Regions from separate parts of the Mus musculus genome. Here region 2 is linked to region 1. A link is a contact called in public promoter capture Hi-C data. All regions are on one chromosome and are shown on one strand. Each heading gives the region's core, a stretch centred on a gene start, on an enhancer-like site or on the middle of the called end of the contact. The rest is flanking DNA. Distances are from core to core; before and after follow the strand shown. Region 1 has its middle 17 kb from the start of Gm35194. Region 2 has its middle 38 kb from the start of C1galt1.

Evidence for each region. Capture Hi-C pulls out chosen DNA fragments and counts their contacts.
Region 2: a promoter capture Hi-C map of adipose tissue shows a contact between it and region 1, with 2.5 times the contacts expected there. The contact joins two enhancer-like sites. A contact is called at or near these places in 3 of 484 Hi-C or Micro-C datasets (CD4 T cells, CD8 T cells and rod photoreceptor) and 2 of 9 other capture datasets (adipose tissue and liver).

The regions. Positions count from the first base shown.
Region 1 is chr6:7,797,794-7,804,326 of GRCm38.p6, forward strand. No RefSeq gene overlaps it. Among named protein-coding and RNA genes, the nearest start is that of Gm35194, 17 kb to the right of the region's middle. Within about 2 kb of position 2,513, at least 11 of the 459 cell types and tissues checked have an H3K27ac peak or open chromatin away from gene starts, as enhancers often do. A contact at or near this core is called in adipose tissue, where this site is marked.
Region 2 is chr6:7,880,353-7,886,885 of GRCm38.p6, forward strand. No RefSeq gene overlaps it. Among named protein-coding and RNA genes, the nearest start is that of C1galt1, 38 kb to the left of the region's middle. Within about 2 kb of position 2,334, at least 20 of the 459 cell types and tissues checked have an H3K27ac peak or open chromatin away from gene starts, as enhancers often do. A contact at or near this core is called in adipose tissue, where this site is marked.

The DNA of each region.
Region 1 (6,533 bases), core at 1,263-3,762:
CTTTAATTGTGGTTATTTATGCACACACACACACACACACACACACACACACACATGCACACACACACACACACGGCTGCACACACACACACACATACATATTCCAAATACATAAATATGACCCTGTCAGGGCAGAACACTTGGTATAAGATTTGTCAGCACTTTCCTGTGGGAGACCATTTTTTCTCAGCATTTTAGTTCACCACAGTTCTTTGTATGTGGTTGAGGACCCCCCCCCACACACACACACACAAACATACAACCTTTCCCCCCTTCCATGTTAGCATCTACACTGGTGTATCATTGTTCAAGTTTTGTTTCAAAATCAGCTATTCACTGTGTATAAATTCTCAGTGTAGAGTAGGGCCCAGGAGCCCCCTCCCACTCATATGACAGAATCCTGATGGACCAATCCTGTACAGAGCATGAGTATGTTATCACAGGTGCAGATAATAATGCAATAGTTATGTCACGGCCAGCGTCGTTTTCTACCTTCTGCACTTCCTCTGGATCTCATATTCTTTTTTTTAAAGATTTATTTATTATTATATGTAAGTACACTGTAGCTGTCTTCAGATACCCCAGAAGAGGGCATCAGATCTTATATTATAGATGGTTGTGAGCCATCATGTGGTTGCTAGAATTTGAACTCAGGACCTTCAGAAGAGCAGTCAGTGCTCTTAACAGCTGAGCAATCTCTCCAGCCCTGTATCTCACATTCTTTCCACCCCTTCTTCTGTGATCTTCTCTGACTGTTGGAGGGGGTCATATAGATGTCGTACTTATGGGTGGACATCATAAAGTCATTTATTCTTGGTAATTTGATCAATTTTGGGTCAGTGATTACTACTGACCATTGTAAAATAATCCTCTCTAACCAAAACTGATGTCAGCATTATTGTATGGGTCTAAGCATTGCTATCTAGGAGGCAATTAGAAATTACATCACATCCTGTTGTGCCCGGCCAGCAGATCACAGCCTGGGTTCTAGCCTGGAAAGGCATTTTGGAAACTTGGAAGAGAAGAGGGGCTAGGAGGTGAGAGAAAGAAATGCAGCTAAGACAGGCATTCTGATCAAAGCTCAATTTTACTGTTCCGCACGCAGTTATGAAGCAGGGGAAGGGGGCCAATTCCCGCCAATTAATCTCGGGATCCAGTAGCAGGGTGACCACGTGTATGGCTCCAAACAGCAAAGCGGCAGGTTCCAGCAGTGGGCGTGGCAGAACAATTGAGCGGGAAGCTCCACCCCTGAGCAAGCAGGTGTCAGGCTAGGGAAGGGGAGACTACAACATCCATCTAGCAAAACACTGACAGGAGCTTCCCTTCGAGGGCCTTGACATGATGTCATCGAGCATAGACTTTTGACCAGGTTTAGAGTACCATAAATTCTCTCCTGTGGAGCCAGCACCCTACCCAACGAGAAAGTGGCTGGTTGCCCCCACTTGCCACTACTGTATCAGTAGGCACATTTTGCCTGGCCAGTTGGTATTGTTGGATACAGCATCCACAGATGAGTAAGAAGCTTCCAAGCCAGTTCCAGCTTGATCTCTCTATGTCCTGTGAACAAAGCGTTTGGCATCTTCAACAGCAGGATCTTACTATCTAGGTCGGGTGGGCAATCAACTGCAGTGGCAACTAGCTATATTATTTTGTGGGCATCAGAGCACTCTCTGACCAACAACTAATGAAGGTAGTCTATCCATGGCTTTGGGATTTTCCTTTAATAACTTAGGACTTGGGAGTATCCTTAGCCATCTATATAATGTGATTCCATTTAAGCCCTGTTTATTATATTTTCAAAGTAGCTTCTCAAAAATTAAATTTCTTGTTAGATCCACATTTAACACACTCTTCTGGTAATAACCTGAAGGATATAACTATTTTTCATACGAGATAAAGAGCCAATCTACACAAAATTCTGGTTAACTTGTTTCAAGTACCATGCCCCACTTGCTAATGACTTCTTTCAGATTTACTTGCTAGAAGAAACCATTTGGCCCCAATTACAGAATTTCTGGTACATGTGCTTTGAAGGACGAGGGAAAAGCATCCAAAAACAATGCTTCTCAGACTTTACTGCACATGGGATCCATCTCCCAAGCTCGTTAAAATGCACAGCCGGCATCTTAACAAGCTCCCAGATTACACTAAAGCTGCCAGGCCAGGGGCACGCACCAGTGGCAATATCCTTATGCAACTTAAAACATGAAAAAATTGGTGGAAGAAAACACTTTCCTTCCTCTACCTACCTTACCATTAAATCCATTGGCCACAACCCTATCCCATTTCTGGGAAGACACGGGACGATTTCTCATCCCTGGAAGGCTTCCCAGGCTGAGGGTGGAGAAGAACTTGCTTGTTGCAGAACAAGTGAAAGTATTGAGCAACTAGTTTGAGTTCCTTCTCTGCGTTGGAACCCTTCCAATGATGGTAACGAATTTGTTTATCTTGTTTTCCTTGGTAACAGTACAATCCCATCAAGGGCAAGGCTTCCTAGAATAAAGTCTACGTTTCATTTCCCACTCTCTCCAGAAGATGGACGTGGCCATGCTACCAGGTCCCAGTCAATACAGCAGTACTGAAACAGAAGTCTGCACACAGGCATGGCTGGAACATCAGAAGGAATTTAATTTAGCACTCCAGGCCCAACACCAATGTGCTAGGAAAAAAGCACATTCTAGAAGGGGTGACTCTGTTCCTATTGCTCCTTTCTGAACTCTGACTATTCCCAGTTGCTTAATCCTTGCCTTCTCACTAGGGGAAAAAGAAAAAGGCAGGTGGATTTCTTCTGAGCTCAAGAAACCTGATCTACATAACAAGTTCTAGGATAACCTGGGCAGAATAGCGAGACCCTGTCTAAAAAGCAAAACAAAGAAACCAAAAAAACAAAACAAAACAACAACAACCAAGCCCCAAATTTATATTACCAATTACCACAAAAACAGCACAAGAAAGTTTGCTTAGTTAAAAAGATATTTAAATAATAAAATTTACTAAATGACACATCATACCTTTGGTAAATAGAGTAAATGAATTCAGTGAGGCCTGTGTCTCGTCCATAACGAAAAGGTGCTTCATCTCATTCGCTAAATGATGCAGGATTCTACTTTTGGTTCTAGGGGTCTTTGTCTGTCTGGTGCTGACTTTATCGATAACAAAGTCTTGCTTCTAGAATGATGTCATTCCTGCCTCGGTTGGACCTCTCATGACTGACAAGATTTTAGACCAGAGGACTGAGATTTCATTGATTTGAAAATAGAAGGCACTATCATTTATTACTAATCTTGCCTATAAATAGTATTTTGTTATAAATGCCTTCTTTTTTTTAGCTTGCTTTCCATGTAACTTCAGAAAACAGTTGGAGAGACAGCTAATACCTTTGCCTCAAATCTTTTGCCCTCCACTGCAAAAACAGTCTTAAGAGCTATATGGCAGCGAATAAGTCTGTCCACAGCACTGAGGTATGGAATAGAATGCTGGGTCCCTGCAGCCTCCAAAGAGCTATCACAGATCTCTAGGCTGCTCTCTTCACACTTGTTTTTGTGTCCGTGAGAAATGCATTGCATATGCTTCTTTAAGGCAAAAGACACTGTCAGTAAGACAAAAAGGCCACCAACTGATTGGGAAAGGATTTTTACCAATCCTAAAACCGATAGGGGACTAATATCCAATATATACAAAGAACTCAAGAAGCTGGACTTCATAAAATCAAATATCCCCATTAAAAAATGGGGTACAGAGCGAAACAAAGAATTCTCTACTGAGGAACACTGAATGGCTGAGAAGCACCTGAAAAAATGTTCAACATCCTTAATCATCAGGGAAATGCAAATCAAAACAGCTTTGAAATTCCACCTCACACCAGTCAGAATAGCTAAGATCAAAAATTCAGGTGACAGCAGATGCTGGCGTGGATGTGGAGAAAGAGGAACACTCCTCCATTGCTGGTAGGATTGCAAGCTTGTACAACCACTCTGGAAATCAGTCTGGTGGTTCCTCAGAAAATTGGACATAGTACTACCGGAGGATCCAGAAATACCTATCCTGGGCATATATCTAGAAGATGTTCCAACCGGTAAGAAGGACACATGCTCCACTATGTTCATAGCAGCCTTATTTATAATAGCCAGAAGCTGGAAAGAACCCAGATGCCCCTCAACAGAGGAATGGATACAGAAAATGTGGTACATTTACACAATGGAATACTACTCAGCTATTAAAAACAATGAATTTATGAAATTCTTAGGCAAATGGATGGATCTGGAGGGTATCATCCTGAGTGAGGTAACCCAATCACAAAAGAACTCACATAATATGCACTCTCTGATAAGTGGATATTAGCCCAGAAACTTAGAATACTCAAGATACAATTTGCAAAACACATGAAACTCAAGAAGAAGGAAGACCAAAGTGTGGATGCTTCATCCCTCCTTAGAATGAGGAACAAAATACCAATGTAAGGAGTTACAGAGACAAATCTTGGAGATGAGATGGAAGGAAGGAGCATGTAGAGACTTCCCCATTCAGGGATCCATACCATAATCAACCACCGAATGCAGACACAATTGCATATGCCAGCAAGATTTTGCCGAGCAGGACCCTGATGTGGCTGACTCTAGTGAGGCTATGCCAGTGCCTGGCAAATACAGAAGTGGATGCTCACATTCAGCTATTGGATGCAACACAGGGCCCCCAATGGAGGAGCTAGGGAAAGTACCCAAGGAGCTGAAGGGGTCTGTAACCCTATAGGAGGAACAGCAATATGAACTAACCAGTACCCCCTGATCTTGTGTCTCTAGCTGCATATGTAGCAGAAGATGACCTATCGGCCATCATTGGGAGGAGGGGCCCCTGGTCTTGCAAAGATTATATACCCCAATACAGGGGAACACCAGGGCCAGGAAGCAGGAGTGGGTGGGTTGGAGAGCAGGATGGGGGGGGGGTATAAGGGACTTTGGGGATAGCATTTCCTTGTAAAAGAAGAAAATATCTAATAAAAATTGTTTAAAAAGAGAAAGAAATGCATTGCATGAGGTATTTATCATCATCTCTCGTTTTCCATAACTCAGAGCAGAAGCAATCCTGATAGTCCTGTGTGTCTTGGTTACATCAGATTGAAAGCCCAGCACTCATAGCCCCACACCCAACTTTGTGATTTAGGATTCTCTCCAGCTCCTGCTGTACTGTACTTTCAGGTGCCTCTGCCTCCTCTTCAACCGCTCGTGAGCAGAAACAGAGACTTCCAGCACCGCTAACTTGGTAAAGATGGAATCACTTGAGTTTACTATCTCTTTGAAGGAAACATACCAGTTAGAATGCCCGGCTAGGAAGGATTCGTTGAGAAATTCTGCTCATAGAAAGCCCAGTTCGTGAGGAAGGCATAGACTATAAGGATTTAGCACACGCTTGAGAGTCAGCAACATCATAGTGCACAGCAGGAGGCAAGCATTTAATAGCACTCTAATCAATTCTTGAATGTCTATATTCTCAAAGTATCCTAATATTCTTCTGAGCTGTAGGGGAAAAAAATTCCAAAGGGCTTAAAAGATTCAGGTCCTTTATTCATTTCCTTTTTCTGCTGCCTTGGAAAAGTGGAAAAGGGAGCGTGAAAAGGAGAAGGAAGAATGTCAGTGTGCCTGAAGGACGTTCTACTGGCAACGCCCTGCTATAAAATCATGGCTTATTTATCATAAGACATGCGTAATCCTGAAAATCCGAACATCTGTGGAATAAGCATGAAGGTTGAAATAAGTAAAACAGACTAGTTGGAGATACTATATCATATGTGGGGTTGTATTTAATCCTTAATAATAACTCATTTTTATTTTTCAAATCATAAACGTAGTCTAAAAGTAAAATGCCTGATTCCTGACCTCTTTCCTTGGAAAATACTTGAGACTAGAAAGGTATTTTTTTCCTTCATCTTTACTAAAGGCTGGTAATTACATCTCTATCATGTTAACAGTGTGAGAAGTCCTGGGATATCCACTAGACCTTCCTTATTCTTTCCCTACCTAAGTTCAAGCTAACCTGTGAGCCTCCTTGGCTTGACTGTCAGGAGTGATGTTTTCAGCTTCTTGGCCCTAGAGATGTTGTAAAACTTCAGTGTTGCGTATCAGCGCAGCACCGAGTTGTGTACATTTTACTGTTAATCCAGTTGTGTTTGCCTTACGTGGGTGAGAGGCTCTTGGTGATATCCCACTGAACTAAATGTATTACTAAAATTTCCTCACAAAACATTTACACAAGGATTTGTTTGATGAGGAAAAGTGTGTACTTTGTGATTACACGGAAGGCCATGCCAGTCCCTGTAGCACCAAGGCCATCTCTGCAGGAATTTATAAGTGTCACAGGAGTCCATGCAGGATATCCTGCCTTACAGCATGGACTACTCTGTGGATTGTCCTCCTCACACCTTCCTGAAAAACTGTGTAACTATGTATTCACAGGATACATATTATATCTCTAATCTGGAGAATAAGGAGTTTGGCCACCGTGGTAAGTAAGAGCTTAGGGTCCCCTTGAAATCAAGT
Region 2 (6,533 bases), core at 1,084-3,583, 82 kb after region 1:
AAGACCTCTCTTCCCAATGCTGGCCGACTAGGCCATCTTCTGTTACATATGCAGCTAGAGACACGAGCTCCGGGGGTACTGGTTAGTTCATATTGTTGTTCCTCCTATAGGGTTGCAGACCCCTTCAGCTCTTTGGGTACTTTCTCTAGCTTAGTTTTCTCTATTGCATTTCCTCAGTTGGAAATGAGACTTAGTAAAGCATCTCGGGGACCAGGACTGAGTATTTTTTTTTTTTTTTTTTTTTTTGCTAACTGGAAAGCACTTAAGAAGGGGAAACTGAAAGAACCAGACTCTGTACAGGAAAGACAAAAACAGAGTATAAGACCCTTGAGCAGCATCCCCAGAGTCCCTCTTGCCCATACCCAGCTATAAGTGTGACAACTCTCCCTCCGTGAAAACCTTCCCTATGCCGCACTCAGTGTCTTTTATACCATAACCTCATACTGCCAAGAAAGCATTAGCTTACGAACTACCCTGAATCTGGAGACCCAGAGTGGCGAATTCTGCTTCTCCAACATAAACCCATCAGCCCATGCAAGCTATCAAGACTGAGAGGTGAAGTCTAAGAAATGTTTTCTTTTAAAATGTTTTAAATGATTCTGTCTCCTTTGTATTAGTTTTCTCAAAACATGGAAAAGTGTAAATCAAGAAATTAGCCACCATCCCAAAAGTAAATTGTGTTACCCTTTACATATTTCCTGGTAGCTTTTTCCTCCCCAATGGACCCGTAAATCTATTCAGTAAGTGTTGAGGTCAACTATTTTTAAAAAAGTTAGACACTGAAGTTCAAGAAATAAAATTCAAGCAACAGAACTCTAAATCTTACTATCTAAAACTAGTTTCTGATCTCTTATGCATACCCAACAGTAGCCCAGTAGTCTAAATGAGTAGGTAGCGCTATTTTACTTTTATGCTTATATTTAAAAGAGAGTTCTTGAGAACCTGCAGATTGACCTAGAGAGCAGATGGCCTGGGATGTAACAGTAACAGATCCAAGTCTCATCTCTGGAAGGAAGGAAGGAAGGAAGGAAGGAAGGAAGGAAGGAAGGAAGGAAGGAAGGAAGGAAGGGGTGCGTGGAGGAATAACAGACTGCCTTTCGAGATTTCCAGAACAACCTCCTAGGAAAGCCAAACTAGATCTCAAACCTAAAGGCGAGCAAGAAGAGTTGGGAAACGACTATGAAAGACAATTGATGATGCCCATGTAAAACAAGAGGAGTGGACAAATGCCAAAAGAGTGTGTGCTGATTGATTATTTCAGTACAAAAAAGAGAGCAGAACATGATTATGAATCTTGACTTAAAAAAATGAGAAAATTAAAGATGGAGAAGAAGGACCTAATTGATTTGAGCTATCAGAAGTTAGAAATTTTTTGAAGTACATCTCTCAAGAAAGAGGAAGTGAATATGCTAAATAAATGGTCATAAAACTATGAAACCAACTAAAAGAATAAACCTGTTAACTACTAAAATGCAATCATAAAGATAAAACAGGCCATGGAACAAAAGATAACAAATTTAAAAGGGAAACTGTAACTTGACTACAGAACCCAGACTTGTGAAAATATACACATACACACGTGTGTGCCCCTCCCACACACATGGGTGGTATTAGAATTAGTAGGGGATTAATTGTCATGTTTTAAAGTTTTTATTTTGTTTTGTTTTTAATTATATTTTGATAGTAAAGACTGTTTAAGATGAGAAAAGAACTCCTGATCCTCAGTCATGGATGCTGTAGCTGCCACAAACCTTTTTAAAAATTTATTCATTCACTTTACATTGGAGTATCAGGACCCCCTCTCCCTCCCCACAACCCTCTTATACCCAGATCCTCCCCACATCTCCTCTCCCAGCCAGTTCCCTCCCCCCCCCATTTACTTCTTACATCTATTTTACTTTCCCTTCTAAGGAAGATTCAACCACCCTCCCTTGGGCCTTTCTTGTCATTTGGCTTCATTGGGTCTGTTGATTATGGCATGGTTATCCTGTACTTTATGGCTAATATCCACTTATAAATGAGTATATACCATGCATGCATGCGTCCTTTTGGGTCTGGATTTCCTCACTCAGGATGATATTTTCTAGTTCCATCCATTTGTTGGGCTATTTAACTAAGGCTCTCAAAATGAGTTAATTCTGATGTCCCTCAAGAGAGGAGAGAAGGACAGTTGTCACACCGATAGGAACAGTGAAGGCCGTATGTGCACAGAGTCCAAAGTGAAGAAAAGCTCCCACAAGCCAAGGAATGCTAAGAGCCACTAGATGCCAAAAGAGACATTTGGAGACAGTGTGACCGTGCCAACACATTAATGTCATGTTTTCGAATTCCAGAACTATGAGCAAATACATTTCTGTTGTTTTAGGTCTCCGAGTTTGTGGGAAGTTTCTACAGCGGCTGAAAATAAATAGTGCTTATTGCAAAAGGTCTGGCAAGCGGCCATTAAAGGGTTCAATTTGAGGCACGTGTCTCCGGAGCCCTTGGGAATGATAAAGAACAGTCTGGGCAGTGGCTGCCCCTCCGGGCCGACTCTCTTCAGCCGAGAAACCCCATGCTGCTGACTCGTGGACATGTGTCCTTTCTGAATCCGTTCTTTTCCAAAAGTTCTGTTCAGCACACTGCTCTACTCTCTTCTACAGACTCCTTTGTCCGTACTCAGGGAAAAAAATTAAGTGATTGGCTTTTAAATTATATAGGGGGGTTGTTGTGCCCTGTGTGGGTGAGATATGGATGTCTTATTTTCCATTTTGTATGATAAATAATATGAAATATGTATATATAATATGGTATATATATGTATATATATGTGTGTGTATATGTATATGTGTGTATATATATATATATATACATATATATATACATATATATATACATATATATATATACGTATATATATATATATATACATATATATATACATATATATATATACGTGTATATATATATATACATATATATATATATAAATTCATAGAAATGAATGTCGAGATCCTGTCACTCTAAGGAAAGTTTTGAGGCTAATATATAATTCCTACTTTATTCTCTTCCAAATGTATGGAGTTGTCTAGCCCCAAAAGCTTCTTTATGGCCGAAGTGACCCCCTCAAACAGTTTTTCTACTTCAAAAAATTTAGATTTGAGCTTCCACACAAATACAAATACAAAAAGCCTTGTATTTATATTAAGAGAATATAGACAAGAAAAAGGGGAGGTGAGATGCTATAGCTGATGCCACCATACACTTTAGACACAAGATATGGAGGGATCTAGCTGGTGCTGACTCCCAGGGAGCCTCCTCCCTGAGGTCTATCTCCCATAGCGCCAGAAGGTGCTATCCAAGCTGCCAAAGATCAAAAACAAACAAACAAACAAACAAACAGAAAAGCAATCAGTAGTTCTACCCAGCTTTTAAGCCTGTGAACCACAACAATGACCACCTAGGTAAGATATCCCCAATGGTGTAATAATGGTGCTTATTTTTTTGAGGGGAACCAACATCTGTCTAATAGAACTTAGAACCACCCAGTATAGTTCAGACCTGGTACTGTAAACCTAGATAGGTTTGCCAATTCCAGGTGTTCAGCCCTAAAACTATGTGTACAGGGCAACACAAAATGGGCTGGCTCAGTAGGTTGTATACATATGTAACAGTAACTAAAGAAGAGGTTACGAATCCTAGGGCAGTGGAGGGGACAGGAAATGAATGGAAATGCTACCCACGGCTGGAGAACTCAGGGACCCTAGAGGAGAAACTACTACCGTTTTTTAAGTCAGTAAAATGCCTGACTGTATTATACACATACCCCTGGGTAAGTGTAGCCCTCCTCCTTCATCAAAAAAGCTTCTTTTTATAGGAGAAGGAAGGTACTACAGAGACGCACAACTAGTCAGACTGTGGAGACTAACTGAGTGTAAGTTATCTAACTCCAGTTTGTACATCTACAATACAACCCCTACACCTAACCCCTCAGGGAGCATGGTTGGGGCAGGGGACAGAGAGATCATAAAAACGAAAAGACCAGAAAGCCAGCTACAAGATAGTATCCTCTAGACATGACAGAGATGTTGTACCCATGGCTCTCAACAATATGGCCGCCTAAATAAAACCTGATCACTGATCATATCAGTCAGTGTACTAGCAGGAATGGAGAAACGTCACAAGGCCCAACTCCTACTATGGGCAGTCAGTGGATGCTAAGAGACGGAGAACCAGCCTCTTCTAGGGACGAGTCCCCTGATAGGTTGGCCAATTCCAAGTGCTCTTAAAACAGCCAACATAGAATGGACTCAGTAGGTTGTATACAAGTGTAACAGTAATTAGAGAAGACGAGACCTCCAGGGCAGTGGAGGGGGAGGGGAATGGGTGGGACTTGTAGAAATTCAGTGTTCTTATGAATGGAATTCTCAGAAAAGCAATTCTCATGTTTCCTTCCATTACTCATAGGTATTTGATTTTGTATGTTTACTTTTTCCTTCCTCTCTTCTAAACTTATGAAATTTAGGGAAAGATTTTAGAAAAGGGCAACTTATTTCTCTCAAGAGACTTTATTAGTCAGTTTTTCAAAATTCATTTTAAAGCACTAGAATCATATATGACTTTATTTTTTAAGAGTTTATATGAAGTGTATTCTACTGTTCGCTGCCTATTCCTTCTGTAATACCACACTGTTTTCATACTCATGACAGCAGTTGTCAGATAATTTTGTACAGGCAATATACACGACCATGTCATATACCGTGTGACATTCCCTGAACTCTTTCCAGTATTCCTACCAAAAGACACCACGAAAAGTGTTGACCTGAGAAAGTTCCAGTGTCATCTGTACCCAGACAGAGGTTGCCCTTCCAGTAGCAGCCACATGAATGTCATGCCATCTTCAACTGGCAACTTCATCCTCTATCTTGCTGGCCCCTGGTGGAAAACCATTTTTCCAGACAATTCCAGAAAGTGGAGAGAAGAGTCCAGAGACCACTTTATGAGAGTCACCAAGCATCCTGCACCAGGTTGACTCCCAGCTTTCTTTGCCATCTGTTTCAAGAGTACCAGATGGTTGAGTAGCTGCTCATCTGTCTCGATACAGAAACAGTCCAGGTACCACATGGTCAGACGCTGAGCTAATTGGCCACTAAGTGCACAGACGATGTTCTCTCATCCCGCCCCTCATTCCTGCTGACAATCTGACTGCACCCTGGGAGGCTAACAGGGAAAACATTTGCTATTTCAGAGTAACGTGCTCTGCAGTCTGGATCTATGTTCCCTATGGGAAAAAAAGAAAAATCTTCCAGTTACCTGACCATTTAAATGTCATAAAGCCTGTGTCTCACTGAAGCAGACAAAGCCAAGCCCAGCTCACTGCCCCTCCCACCTCTGCTACACATACACACACACACACACACACACACACACACACTAATTAAAAGGTAAAAGGGGAAAAGTCAGTTTCAAACATGAATGAAGCCACCCTTTTAAAGTGAGCATAAGTTAGACACGGGACCATCAATTTCTGAGATAAACGGTGGTCACCATGTTTATCAGGTTAGCCCTTGAGTCCATGTGTGTTTTTATGCTTAGACCCAATCAGTCAGCTTGGACAAATCCTCCCACAAACCTGCCCCATGGGAAGATGGCCCTCAGATGCTGGGAGAACCTGTGAGAGCCATGGTGCAGAATGAAGAGAAGAAATTTAACCTGAGTCTGAGGTTTCAAAACAAAGCAAATTCCAGTCTTCCCAGGGTGGGGGATGGGGTAGCCTAAATAAAGTCGGGGAGGGAGACATCATCACAAACTGCTTCATGATCTTATATTTCAATGTGCAACCACAAAGGACTTCACCCATAGCCAATTCCCTTGTGGTGATGCAAATTAGTAACTTAACATATAAATTTTACTCTACAGTAAGCAGTGGAAATTGGTTTACTTGGATTCTTACCAACTCCATAGTCTACAAGCACCAGGCTTTCAGAGGGTTTTCTAAATTTGTGCTCATTCTTCCAGGTCGCTGTTTGGAAGGTTGTGTTTGCTTTGTTTTTTTAAAATCACTCATCAGCTTATCCTTTTTTTTCTTCTTGAATTTAAGATTTTGATGCCGAATTACTCAAACTCACTGTTTCTACTGAAACCAAAGAAGTGAAGCCAAGAAAAGAGGAGTCTGCAGAAAATGTTAGGAGTGACTTTTACCCAGCAGCACTCTGGAGAGCGCCAGTGAGATCATCAATTTTTAATACTTTTTTTTTTTTTTTTTTTTTGAAGTAGGAGCTTCCTTCCCCGGACTCTGTATTATGTGACAGGATGCTAAATCATTTTCTCTTTAAAGAACTAAAGATTAACTTCACGCATGGTCTGGCATGTTGACATCACAGGGTATTAGTGTTACTGTCTCTTTAGACTCTCAACAGTAATTCAACCCAAGATTCACCCCAAATATCCAAATACCACAGGTTAGCAAACATTTGCTTTATTTTGTCAGCTTCAGTGTAGGTCAAAGCCGCACCCAGGAGACAGGGGTGTGGAATGCATACTGCAAGAGTTGCTTC